Linked DNA regions of Mus musculus: regions 2 and 3 are each linked to region 1. A link is a contact called in public Hi-C and HiChIP or PLAC-seq data. All regions are on one chromosome and are shown on one strand. Each heading gives the region's core, a stretch centred on a gene start, on an enhancer-like site or on the middle of the called end of the contact. The rest is flanking DNA. Distances are from core to core; before and after follow the strand shown.

Region 1 (4,499 bases), core at 1,415-3,914:
CTGTCCTAGAACTAGCCCTTGAACTCAGAGATCCATCTGCCTCTGCCTCCCCAGTGTGGGAATTAAAGGCATAAACCACCACCTCCTGGCTAGGGGCAAAACCATTTTAAAGCAATCTGTACAGCATATCATAGCTTAACTAAACACATATGCATTGTGAAGATAATTTATCATGAAACTTTCCTTTAAGAATCATGCCCAAATAGCTTCTTAACCTGACAGTCATTACGTTATAAAATCTAGTTAATGTATGGGCTAACACTGTTGGCTATAGCAAGTGCCATTATGAAAGGGTTTCCATGTTTCCTTCAAACACTAAAGCGAGTGTTTTTTTATGCCTTGAGATTGTTAGCCTCACTTGAACACCCTTTCCCTGTGCTTGGGTAATTTCTCATACTTGAGGACACCATCGTAAAACAAACACTAGAACTTTTGCTTCCTGGACTCCCTTGCAGCTACTTACTAGGGATAAGACTTTTGTTCTCACAGAAGATGTAGATATGGAAAACAGCGTCTTCCCCCAGGAGCAGCATCTTCCCCCAGAAGATTCCCAGTGAAGGTGGAAGACATATCTCATAATACTCTCAGTGCTTCATCACAATGCTCCGAGATTGTCAGCCTCAGATCTGCTTCGCTTCAGCATACAAACTTAAGCATTGCCAAACAATAGTGATTTTTATTATGTCCACAGATACTGAAAATCAAGAGTTTAAAAAAAAATGTATGGGGGCTGGAGAGACAGCTCAGAGGTAAAAAGTACTAGCTGCTCCTCTGGAGGTCCTGAGTTCAATTCCCAGCAACCACATGATAGTTCATAACCATCTATATCAAAATCTGGTGCCTCCTTCTTCTGGCATGCAGACAGAACACTTTACATAGTAAATAAATACATCTTTTTTTCTTTTTTTAATGTATAGTGAGGCCAGGTGGGTTTCTTTTCTATGGCCTCTGGGCACTTAGAGGATTTAGTGGCTTTGGGTGAGGGGATGTCACTTGAGGATCTGGGACTGGAATCTGAAGACTTAAACACAGTCATTAGCAGCACCTGATGGTTGAAGGCTGTTGGCTAAATAACTGCAGGTAGCTCCATGAGCTCCTCATATCACAGAACACTATATGGGGTGTGAATGACTGTTACGGTACTCCTTATCACAATATGATATGCTCCATCGATGACTGACTGACATCTCTTCCCAAGGAACCCAAGGATTACTTGCAACTCTGATTAAAAACTAACTTGTGTTCCAGACCCATCCCTGAACTGAGGCCAGAAAACGGAAATGCAATCGTCTAGAGCACCAGAAAGAATATTTCTGAGAAGAACCCTCCGGTGCAAAGCTGGGTTGGTGGAGAAGTTCTGCAGCCCCGGGCAACAGCAGCAGTGCAGGCAGGGGGCTTCCTTTAGTTGAGCAAGTCTGCAAGAGATCTCTATGGCCTCATTCAAAATGAGGATAGGAACGCCTACATTACAGTTATTAAGAAAATTAACCGAGCCCCTGAAGAGTGGTACTCACTCTAAGCCTTTAACCCTGACATTTAGGAGGCAGAGACAGACAGGTCTCTGTGAGTTTAAGGACAGCCTGGTCTATATAGAGAGTTCCAGGACAGCCAGAGCTACATAGTGAGACCCTATCTCAAAAAAAAAAAAAAAAAAAAATCAAGCTAGACAAAACTGTGTGTAGGGAGCTTAGAGCAATGCTTGGGTTATAGAGTGCACATGTTCTCATGTTCTCATTTGCATTTAACACCCATTGCGTGCAGCTTCAGGCCTCTCTCTGATCACCTGGTGAGGTAATCACCCCATGTTACTGACCCCATGTTACATTCCACAGGCTGCCTCCAGACTCTAGCACAGTGTCCGCACAGAGAACAAGGCCTGAGGACCTAGGCTCTCTGGTGTACTTCTCTGAGTGCTTACCCTGGATGCCCTAAAGGTACTATTGAGGAACATGGTCAGGCAAAGGTCAGTGGAGTTCCCGCCATTGGGAGATAGACAGGAGCTGTCTGGATGCTAGAGTAGAGTTCCTTCGTAAGGAGTCCGGTCAGACTTAACCAGGACTCAAGAGAACCAAAAGCTGGGTGTTCCCTGGGGGTCACAGAGCTGTGAGAGATGGTAGAGCAGTTGGATCATTACAGTGAAACTGAGAAAATGTTTGAGGGAGCCACTGGGAGGTCTGAAACAGTGGGGCACTTTGTGAAACAGTGCATCCTAGGTTTACAGTCAAAGACTGAAGCCACCAGACCTGTATAAACCAAACATGGGGGTGGGTTAGGGGAGAGGGACAAGGTGGGACAGCCAGAGCAAGGCTCAGCCACCAGCTCCCTGCCTGCAGCTGCAGAAACACCTAGCCTGAACCCTGGGGTAGAGCCAAGGTTTTGAGGAACAGCCGAAGTAATGCAAATAAACCGCTGTACCCTAAATTGCTTTTTGTTGTGGGTGTTTTGTCCCAACAACAAAAGGGGAGCTAAAACAGGAGACAAGTTAAAACAAGAGTTTGCCCTCTAGGGGAGCTGTAGGGGTGGCAGGAATCCAGGAGGTCTTGACCCTGCATTTGAAGCAGAGCAAAGGGGACAGTGTCTACACAACCAGGGAGGGGGTGGGGGATTGGGCCACACTGCCCTGACCACACAGCTTTCTCCGGAACCTCCTCTTTCTCCGGAACCTCCTTCCGGCATGTGGTAACACTGGCGAGGAAGGAAAGCCGCGCGCGCACAGGTGCCGGGCCCCGGGAACCTATTCGATTTAGAAGAAACACACTGATGGTTGCCCTGCGGACCCGTGCCTACACCGCCCGAGGGACCCCTCCCACCTCCGCTCCGGAGCCCAGAAGTTAGCTGTGGAGTTTGTTTGTCGCGCCCGCGCACCTACAGTGAGCAAGGAGAGCCGGCGCCCGCCGGCCCAGAGCTCTGTCCCGCTCTCTGCTCCTGCAGTTCCTTCGCTGCCGCCGAGATCTCGGGGCGACAGTGAGCGGCGGCGGCGGCGGCGGCGCGAAACCCCGGCGGCAGTCTCCGAGTCTCTGTAGCCGGGTCGGGAAAGCGCCGCGCAGCCTGCGCAGAAGCATCCTCGAGTAACTGGGGAAAATGAGGACGGTATTGTGAGCTTTGTAGGAACAGCAAAGAGAAGAGAGCACGCCTGCACCAGGATGGCCGAGTGGTTAAGGCGTTGGACTTAAGATCCAATGGACATATGTCTGCGTGGGTTCGAACCCCACTCCTGGTAAAGTTGCTGTTTTGTTCCTTGCCGCGGTCTGTCAGTTGTTTTTAGGTCCAGAGCTTTTGGAAATTTAGAAGTCTTATTTCAGTTGAAAGAAATGTTCTTTAATCCTTAATAGGGCGCTGCTACAAGGCAGCCCAATTTCCCGCAGTGAAGCGACCGTGTCTCCAGGAACCGACCTGAGCCAGGCGGGAAGAGGCTCCCCGGAGAGGTCTGGTATTGGCTAACTTTTTGCAAAAGTACTTTTGCACAGAAGAAAAAAGAAAAAAAAAAAAAAAAAAAAAACAAGTCCGCTTTTGCCTTTCCTCTGTCCGCTCCCCACCCCCTTCTTTTTTCTTCCTTTCCCTTTGTTTTCTTTCTTTCCTTTCTTTTCATTTCCCCCCCCCTCAAAGTTTAACGTGTTCACATGCAGTCTTTCAAAAATGTACCATTTGACCATGAAGACCCAGAATTTGAAATATTTTCGATTTTTATCTTCTCCTATTTTCTTTGGGTTTTTTTGTTTTGGTTTGGTTTGGTTTGGTTTGGTTTTTGGTTTCTCGAGACAGGGTTTCTCCGTGTAGCCCTGGCTGTCCTGGAACTCACTTTGTAGGCCAGGCTGGCCTCGAACTCTCAGAAATCCTCCTGCCTCTACCTCCCAAGTGCTGGGATTAAAGGCGTGTGCCACCCTATTCTCTCCAAAAGTGTTTTTTATCAAAGCAGTCCAAGATCTTAAACACATTTTGTAGGCGTGGCTCAAGGAACTCCCCAGCCTTTTGAATAAGTTGAGACACTGATTAAATAAACCCCTCTCTACAATCATAAAACCTCGGAAACGTTGGTTATTACCATTGATCATTTATTTTCACGTGTTCCTCAGGTCCATTCAGTTATCTGGAGTCGTAGAAAAATATTTTTCGAAAAACTCGGAACTCTGTGGGAAATGATATCAGCATATTTAAATTGTGACACCTACTGGTAAACTTGAGGTAAGTTTGTTTGAATAAACCTTATCTTTTTTTTTTGTTTTTTAATAACTGTCTTAAGTTACAGACAGGAAGTTGACTTTTCCTCCAAATCTTTTAATCTTTATTTATTTATTTAAAAAAGATCTTCCATTAAGCAGAATAACTCATCACTGAAATAATTTTCATGAGCATTGTTTTAACTGTATGATGAAACCCTTCTTTGGCGTCAATAATCTTTGTTTCAGTTACGCATTTTCCTTTCAAATGCTGAAGACAGCTATGAAGTTAGGGGGATATGTATATGTATGTGTGTATGTGTGTATGCATGTATGCGTGTG
Region 2 (4,499 bases), core at 788-3,287, 1.5 Mb after region 1:
CTTTGCAAAAGTGTCTCCAGTCGGTTGACCATGCTGCAGAGGATGGCCCTGTACCATATAGGCAGCACAAAGTGGACACCATGATTTATTTACAAAACAAACACAAAGAGAATACAAAGTGGGCAGGGTACCGGAAGTCCAGGGTGCAGGATGGACCTAGAAGGAATTACAGGGAGGCATGTGGATGAGTGTGTTCAAAACACATTTTATGAAACTCTCAGAGAAGTAATAAGATATTTTTTAAAGCTTGTGACTAATCTTACAGTCTATTATAATCTAGTTAGTAGAGATCCCATCCCTGGATGGCCAGTACAGGAATAGACCCGTCTACAAGCTACCCAAGGCCGACCAGGCTCCAGCCTGCCAGGTATTTAGGCACTGCCAGGTCAGTGTTATGGCAGAAAGGCAGAGATGAACTGAGTCTGCTGAGTGAGAGAATGACTGAAGCGTGGTAGCAAAGCAACACCCAGAATCTTAGAACTCACTGGGAAGGAAAGAGCTAAGCTGTTACAGGAACAGAGCAGAGAGCAGCACTCAATGGAACTTCCCCCTGAGAAGGGGGGTTTAATGAGCAAACGCAGTTTATTCCTTTGACTTGGAGATTTTTTTTTTCATTCCCCAGGTGAAAGAGAGGAGCCATTTTTTAAAAAGGAGAACTGAAAAGGAAGATATCTAAGCTAGTCGTCCTTATATGACAAAGTGTACAACAGGAAGGATCGATAGGACAATTGACTGCAGCCGCTCTATGACAATTGAGTCTAACAGACTCTCCTTCCAGACTTCACCTGACAGCATTATGCAGCAGCTCAGAATGCTTCCAGACAGATCCCACCCCCCTCCCCCTGGTGTTCTAAAAATACTCGGGTGGGGGAATCTATATGTGCATTGGTCTATAATTATAAGCTACATAGATTAATCTGTTGGAAGAAAGTCACCCTGCCACTCTGAAATGGTTAACTCTTTGATAACCTGTCAAGGTCCAACTGAACCAAATCTTTTATTCGGTGTCAGTGTTTGTGCTATGGCAGTTGTGGGCTTCTTGGCTCTCTTCCTGTTGCTATGATAGCTCTGCATTGGAGATAGCCATAGACACCCTGACCTGGTGACCCAGTGACCCCCCCACAACCATGCTTTGAATACAACTACAATGGCTCCCAGCAGAAAGATGAAACCAAACTACTGAGAAAATTCCCTTTTAGACCTGGGACCCTTCAGTTAGCAGAGCATGGGAAGGGGAGGGTGGAGTAGCAGAATTAATGGCTCAACTGCTCCCTGCCTGCCTGTCCCCTCCTGTTTACCCAGGTGGGCAATGATGCTGTGGAATTAGAACCATAGACGCCAAATCAAAATCTCTGTGCTACAGTTGAAGGCTCGAACAATTCTTTGACTGTCTTAAAACCAGACAGACGATCTCCAGAGAGCTAAGCTGTCCTTCTCTCTGCTGATATAAACTCTGTCTGGTTTGGGGTTTAGCCTCAAGAAAATGCCTTAAATTCCACCTGATGTCTTTGAAGTGTCAAGGTGGCCAGTGACATGGGTTTCCTATGGTCCTCAAGATGTTCTGTTTTACAGACCTCTGGTTTCTGGGAGATAAGCTATGTCCCCTCAGTTCGTAGCTTTGCAACTAATCATGAACACAAAGAACAGAAATTACGTGGGTCTGGGGACTCTGCCTGAAGCGTACAAAGAAACGCGCAGTTGCGGCTTCGCAGCCTGGCTTTGGGAGCAGTTCTGTGACACAGAATGACACCCCTGAAATGTGGAATGTCTTTCCACATTTCAGTCTTAAGTTACATAACCATTTTGTACCTGTCTTTTCCTCTGCAAAATGGGGTGACTACAATGTCTGCCTAGAATCTTCCCTGAAGCTGACGAGTTAATCCATTTCGTTCATGAGAGGGGTGGAGACGTAGCATGCATTACACCGAGAGAGAGCTGGATGGGGAGAAACGTTTTCGAGCTTCCTGGCCTGGCTTCAATGCCATTCTTACCCAGAAGAGCAAATCTTCAAACGCCCCAAACCCATGCACTCTACAGCTCTCTGCTGCCCCCTGCTGACACGTTACTAATACTGTCGTAGAGAGGTGGCTCTTTTACCGGAAGGAAAAGTTAGACCTGCTTTTCAGCAACTGTCTATTGCATCTATAGCCGGCTCTTCTACAAGCCCGAGCTTCTGCGCCTTCGTCTGTGCTCCTCCTTGCCCTCTCATTTTCCTCTCTCTGCCCACATCTCCCATCCAAGCCAGGCCCACTTCAAACGCCCCGGAAATCGTGTAGTCTGCCTATCTGCCCCCGTCAGAGACAAGCCATAATCTCCAGAGCACATCACATCATTCATTGTCCACTCTTCTCTGCGCTGTAATTGGTTCTGAACTTACCTTACTGCCGCTTACATACTATGTCACATCTATGACTTAGTCACCTGCTTCCCCAGCTGTACCCGACCGCATAACCCATTCATAAAGACTGGTCTCGCATGCTTGCCCAGTCAGTGCTGCCTCACTAACTACCATGCTCCTCCCCACAGCCCAGGGCCTCACCTTCCAGATTATTACCCATCTTACTACACCCACCTCACTGGACTCCCAGACCCAGCTGCAAGCTGTTCCTGCAGCAATAGATATACTTTTGGTAAACAAACTAAAACAAAAAGGACCTCCACCCTCCCCGGCTTCCCACCTTTTTCCCTGCTGAAGCTATTCTGACAATGTAACATCGTTTGCTACTGTAGCTCAAGTCCTGGGGGTATTTTCATATTCTCAGTTCTTTAGCCACACTGGTCTTTCAGTTCCTACAAGGTGCCACATCCTATCAGGGCATAGAGATTCTTCTACATCGCTATTTCTTCCATCCTCTCCTCTTCCTCGTGCCCTCTCCCCAGTCACTGCAAAGCCACTCCCCAGTACCTCAGGCATCACGGCCTCAAAAGCCTTTCTAGATTATCTACGCAAGCTCCCCAAAATATCTGTCTGTCTTTATAACCAACCCATTGTGCTTTTAAACCCCTACTTTAGTTCATTCATTAAGACTTGCCATCCCTTAGGGACTGTATGCTCCATACACACATATATATGAAGCCACGTTAAACAGAATCCTGTCAAAGTGTCTAAATGCATATTAAATCTAAATCCCTATGTTGATTCCACTTTTATAATTCAGAGTTTAGACATTCAGTTATAGATGAGAGGAAGACAAACAGGTCCCTGAAGCAAATTCAGCAAGGAATCCGAGTGCTACTTCTGGCCCTTACCCTCAGTGCTCATGTCTGGAGTGGGCATCCAGATGTAGGACAAGCCTTCTTCCTTATACAGCTTCATCATGGTGTCTGGAGTCATGGGTTCAGGGTAGCGGTTGCAGCCTGAAGAATTCTGGATGATATCCCATTCAGTCTGGAAATTCATGACAGCTGTAACTCCCAGTTCATGCTTCAGTTTGATGGTCACATGTTCCAGTTGGCGAGGGCAGCTACCCAGCCAGATATTTGGTAGAATTCTAGAAAGAACATACGGGGTCAACCATTACTAAGGTTCTAACTTGAGTTCTCAGCATCTGCATACAACATATGCTATTGAAGTACAATTCATCTTCCAATCTGATAAGGCTGGATTTTTTTTAAGTATATAAGAAATAATACTAGTTTTTAAAACTACTTGTTTTACTGCTTCAGGAAAACTTATTATGATATCAACAAGCACAACAGGAAGTGGACATAGAAACTAAATCTAGGAACATATGAAAATAAACTCAACATGTTGTATGTGCTCTATGAATGTTACACAAAATCTATCAATTCACAATTTGCTAAACACATGAAACTCAAGAAGAATGAAGACTGAAGTGTGGACACTATGCCCCTCCTTAGAATTGGGAACAAAACACCCTTGGAAGGAGTTACAGAGTCAAAGTTTGGAGCTGAGATGAAAGGATGGACCATGTAGAGACTGCCATATCCAGGGATCCACCCCATAATCAGCATCCAAATGCTGACACCATTGCATACACTAGCAAGATTTTATTGAAAGGACCCAGATGTAGCTGTCTCTTGTGAGACTATGCCGGGGCCTAGCAAACACAGAAGTGGATGCTCACAGTCAGCTAATGGATGGATCACAGGGCTCCCAATGGAGGAGCTAGAGAAAGTACCCAAGGAGCTAAAGGGATCTGCAACCCTATAGGTGGAACAACATTATGAAATAACCAGTACCCCTGAGCTCTTGACTCTAGCTGCATATATATCAAAAGATGGCCTAGTCAGCCATCATTGGAAAGAGAGGCCCATTGGACTTGCAAACTTTATATGCCCCAGTACAGGGGAACGCCAGGGCCAAAAAGGGGGAGTGGGTGGGTAGGGGAGTGGCGGTGGGTGGGTATGGGGGACTTTTGGTATAGCATTGGAAATGTAAATGAGCTAAATACCTAATAAAAAATGGAAAAAAGAAAATAAAACAGATAAACAAAAAAAAAGAAGTGAATCTAAGCTTTAAAAAAAAAATCTATCAA
Region 3 (4,499 bases), core at 780-3,279, 1.0 Mb before region 1:
AGCATAAGGGTTTTGCAATGTCAGTTGCACACACAGCTTCCTGTGTGAATTCTAAGCCATTACAGGTGTCCTGGGGTTTCCAGTGTAACCTATTATCAAGAGATTCCTCTGGTCGCCTCTATGCTAACCCCTCTGCCCTCTGTTCTCAGCCCAAGCACGTTTCTGCGGGTCTCCTCCAGGCGACTGTATTACAGACCCTTTCTCTTCTCTGCGTCTCCGAGGTGAGAGCGCCCACTTTCCCTTGGCGACGCAAGTCAAAAGCTTTCGCATTCAGAGGACTAGTTCCTGCAGTCCTTTGCACTTAGATGCTTTCAAGTAGGCGACTGAGGAACCACTACAAGAGACCCTGCTTCCCCTCGGTCTCTTCCCCACTGGGAGCCGCATCCCTGCAGCACAACATCCAGAGACCCTCTCCGACCTTCTAGCCTCCACAGAGACTGAGCGTGGAGGGTTGGGGTCGCATTTTCTCCTGTCCTCTGCTGCACTGGATATGTTATGTAAGAGGGACAGGACGCGGGAGGCACATGCGTATAAAGCGCACCGATCTGTGATAACAGCTGGGATGGCAAGGCTGATCTGGAGTCGTTCCCCCACCAAATACGACAGACACATCACCCTCACCACACACACACACACACACACACACACACACACATACATAGACGCTATGTTTTCCTGTCTTAGCCCTACCAGCACCAGACGCACAGAATGGAAAGGAGGGGGTTGGGGGTGAAGGGAGGTGAGAGGTGCGGCGGCAGCAGCACATCTGCTTTGATAGCAGCCAGCAGAGCCGCCGCGGCAGAGAGCCCCTCGTTAACCCCCTTCCTGTGGCTGCACCACGTCATGGAACATTCCCGGAACGGGCCAACGTTCCACCCACTTCAGGGAACAGACATAAAGGCGCAGACCCAGCTCCTCGCGGTGCACTGCCCAAACACACATGTTTCTTCCCGATCCCCCGACCAGAAGCACAAACAAGCATGCAATCCGCCCCCACCCGTCTCCAAGCGCCGGGGGCCAGCCGGCGGCGGCTGGAGCCGCTCTGCGGCCGGTGCACCCGCAAGGCGAGGGCGCCTCCGCCTGAACCTTCCATGGAGACAGTCCCCTCCTTCTTCGCTTCCTTCCTTCCTTCTCTCCTTCCTTCCTTCCTCGCTCGGGAGGAGAAAGGAGTCACAGAAATGCCCAGCGCCAGCGCCTCCGCTGCGCTCGCTCGGCCGCAGGCCGGCAGCCCGGCCCTTGCCGTCCGCTCGCCCGCTCGCCCTCCCGCCCGCACCGCCCCCAGCCCCGCGCCGCGCCGCGCCCCCTCCCCCGCTACTTGACAACGGACCGCCGGCCGCGGCAGCCGCAGCGGTGGCCCGGCGGTGCGCGCCGGTGCACGTCCCTCATTAGTAACCAGGCACATTCCTGCCTCCAGCGCTCCCGCGCGGCCCCCTCCCCCCAGGACATTACGCAAAGCAGCCTCCCCTCATCTGCATAGAACCTCGGCCAGGGTATTCCCCGCATTTCCTAATGCGCCCGACCCCCCCCCCCTTGCTTAGGTCTCCCCCATCCCCGCCTCCTCCGACCCTTACCCCTGGGCCACCAGGAAAGCGGCCGGGGGCGCGCGCCGCGAAGGGGGCGATGGAGTTGGGCGAAGGCGATTTCAGGGTAAAGTGAAACAAGCTCGATCTCTGGTGCAGGCAGGAAAAACACAGAACCGAGGCCACTTACCGAGCCGAGAAGGGACCTAGATTCCCGCCGCTCTGCTCTGCCAGCGGCCGGTGCGCCCTCCACGCACCCCAGGGCTGCACCCAGTACCCAAGAGTCGAAGCGTGGAGGGAGGCTGCTACCCAGCCAGAGGACCTTTCAAGTTGCTCGGGCTCCGGGCAAGCTTCAATGTCCAAGACTCAACTTGGCAAATACTTGTGCCACAGTCACCGAAGATGTCTTTTTTTTTTTTTCTTTTTCCTTTTTCTTTCTCTTTTTGCGGAGACCCTCCTCCACCGGGGAGAGACAGCGCACGGCGGCGCCCCGCTCTCCAGCTCTCCACCCCCTCACCTCCAGCCCGCCTCCCGCCGGCCGCCAGCCTCCCGGCCGCGAGCCCCTCGGGCGGCTGTCAGCTCCCGGCAGTCCGGGTGACAGCGGCCGAAGGAGGGCGCGACGCGGCGGGCGGTGGGGGGGATCCTCGCAGCCGCGGCGGCCGCTCACCTGTAAAGTCACCGCAGCGCAGGAGGAGGAAGAGGAGAGAGAGGAGGAGGGGAGGAAAGCCCCCCGGTGCCCTTGTTCTTGCTGCGGCGGCTGCTCCTCGCCCAGGCTGAGCGTGTCTGGTGGGGGGTGTCTGGTAGCATTTCCTTAAGGACAGAGGGAGGGCGGGCGTGGAGGGAGGGAGGAGGGAGGGAGGCGATCCCCACCGCCAGCCCAGGCTCCTCTTGTCTTTATTTATATATTTATTTATTTTCGGACACTGTTAGGAGATGGAGCCAGGGCGGGGGCCAGGGCCGCTAGGCTGGGGCTTGAGCCGCAGGACCCGGGCCGCAGTTTGTCGGCGTGCGGGAGCCGCAGCGGCCACCTCCCCTCCGGGCTGTGGACGCACCGGGTTATTCCTGGCAGCGCCTCCCCGAACAGAAGTTACTAGGAGGAGTGCGCGGCGAGGGCGGGCGGGGGAGAGGGGAGGGAGGGAGGAAGAGGGAGAGACTCAGCCAGCGACGTCATCGGATCCCCCAGCGCGTCCCTGGGAGGGAGGCTGAACCAGAAAAACCAGTCTGGAGCAGGCCAGCGGGGCGAAGGATGTGCGACCCGGACTGGCCCTGATGCGGGCGCGCGGGGAGGGAAGGTCGCGGTCGCGCTCTCTTGCCTCGGAGCCGAGATCTCCGCTGAGAGCGGGTATCGGCTTGCCACGCAGAAACACTGGCGAGTCTGGAGCGGTCTGAGAATTTCCTACTAGGGTGTGGAAACCTCCTTCGCGCCCATTCCCTTCCCTCTCTAGCCCCCTTTCCCACGTACTGGTTCCTTGTGATCTGTGGGATCCTTACATTTTGCCCGCGTACCAAGGATTTCTCGCCTCTTCACCCTCCAGCTGCACTCACGATTTTGTTAACAATTCGGGTGGTGGTGGGGAATTATGTTGCAGCCCCTGGAGCTCACAGTGTGTTTCACTAGCATTTTCCGTGCCGGGGCGGAAGCACGAAGTTTTCACGAGCTCGAAACGCCCCAATTGCTTTCCCCGGGGTCACTCCCCAGGGCGCCCCGGGTGCACCCTGCTCAGGAAGCCGCCCGCCCTCGTCTGGGTATTCAAATAGGCTAGGGCAGCGGTGCGGGGAGCAGCTGCCGGCTTCCTGGGGGGCCGAGCGGGGGAAAGGGGGCGAGCTGCCACCTCCAGCTGCGCGCTTCTGGTTCTCTGCTAGGGACTGAAATCACACCCAGCCCTGGGAGAGCTGGGCGGGGCTGGGGGAGGGGAAGGGAATCCCAAGCGAGTAGGGGCCGGGACTCTGGCTTCCTCCCCAGCCCGGCAACACCCGGGGGACACCGGGGCTCCCTCGGGCCGTTACCCAGCGTGTGTGGACTCGTGTGCACCCTCAAGGGAGGTTCCCAAGAGGTCGCTGCGCTGGAGCGCAGACACTGGCTTCTGGGCGGTGCCGGCGCCCGGAGCGCCTCCTCCGGGTGGGCTCTCCACGGAGCTCGACCGCGCGCCGCCCACTCTTTGGATTCGAGCGTTCAGGAGCTCCCGGGGCCGTAGCACCCTCTCCCCACCCGCCTGTCCGCGCCGCCGCCCTGCCCGGGGCGGAGTAAACAAGAGACGCACAAGATTTGACCTGGCGCGACCCGGCTTTCTGGCCGGGGTTCCCCCGGAGCAGGTGACTCCGTGGGAGGGGTGGAAATTAGCCTCTGGAATTCCGGGCCTGAGACTTGAACTCTGGTTCTGCTTTAAGGCAGATAATAACTAAGATGTTTTAGGTTTCCATTCACAGTTTTCACAGTTACCGAATGTCAAGACATTAAAAAAAAAAATCGCTACCCTTCTCATTACAAGTGAATATATTAAAAAGGAAGGGCCGCCTCTTTAATGAGTTGGAGAAAAACGCCTTTGGTTTCGTTTTGGTTTTGGTTTTGGTTTTGACCTATAAACAGTATTATGAGAGTCCCCATGTTGTGACAGCATTGCTGTGAAGAGCAACTCTACAAAATGCACTTTTAGTCGCTTTTGGAAGAAGAAAAGTTGGAGATATGCAATAAACTTAATTCTGTGTGTGTGTGTGTGTGTGTGTGTGTGTGTGTGTGTGTGTGTGTGTGTGTGTGTGTGTTTAAATGGATCTCAAACTCGGCCTGCTTCCATTTAAGCAACCTCTCCTTTCATTGTGTAAGTTCCTTGATATTCAGCTGCCCGTTGCCTTAAACTAGAAAGCCTTAATAGAAAAAAAAAATCTACCAAGCATCATTTTAAGTTACATCTTTTAAAATCCAAATGTGATTTTTAAAAAGTTCCACCCCCACACTCTCCCTCTTTCTCCCACTTTCATGTC

Evidence for each region. A called contact is a pair of places that touch in the nucleus more often than the background predicts. HiChIP or PLAC-seq counts read pairs in DNA pulled down with a chosen protein or histone mark.
Region 2: a contact with region 1 is called in a Hi-C map of cortical neurons, with 2.2 times the contacts expected there. The contact joins the enhancer-like site here to the promoter of B230208H11Rik in region 1. A contact is called at or near these places in 1 of 39 promoter capture datasets (hippocampal neurons), 2 of 484 Hi-C or Micro-C datasets (cerebral cortex and cortical neurons) and 2 of 115 datasets of contacts at active chromatin or transcription factors (astrocytes and large pre-B cells).
Region 3: an H3K27ac HiChIP or PLAC-seq map of microglia shows a contact between it and region 1, with 5 times the contacts expected there. The contact joins the promoter of Hivep2 here to the promoter of B230208H11Rik in region 1. A contact is called at or near these places in 2 of 39 promoter capture datasets (liver and pre-B cells), 3 of 115 datasets of contacts at active chromatin or transcription factors (astrocytes, microglia and thymic regulatory T cells) and 2 of 9 other capture datasets (adipose tissue and liver).

What each region holds. Positions count from the first base shown.
Region 1 is chr10:12,921,292-12,925,790 of GRCm38.p6, reverse strand. B230208H11Rik (RIKEN cDNA B230208H11 gene) reads left to right here and starts at 2,664. Exons shown (of 3, transcript NR_038028.1): 1 at 2,664-3,217; 2 at 4,074-4,182. It overlaps n-TLtaa3 (a tRNA gene), which reads left to right and starts at 3,138; the gene lies at 3,138-3,220.
Region 2 is chr10:11,447,634-11,452,132 of GRCm38.p6, reverse strand. Epm2a (epilepsy, progressive myoclonic epilepsy, type 2 gene alpha) reads right to left here. Exons shown (of 4, transcript NM_010146.2): 3 at 3,250-3,491. Among named protein-coding and RNA genes, the nearest start is that of Epm2a, 110 kb to the right of the region's middle. Within about 2 kb of position 2,037, at least 26 of the 459 cell types and tissues checked have an H3K27ac peak or open chromatin away from gene starts, as enhancers often do. A contact at or near this core is called in cortical neurons and hippocampal neurons, where this site is marked.
Region 3 is chr10:13,963,909-13,968,407 of GRCm38.p6, reverse strand. Hivep2 (human immunodeficiency virus type I enhancer binding protein 2) reads right to left here and starts at 2,029. Exons shown (of 9, transcript NM_010437.2): 1 at 1,711-2,029.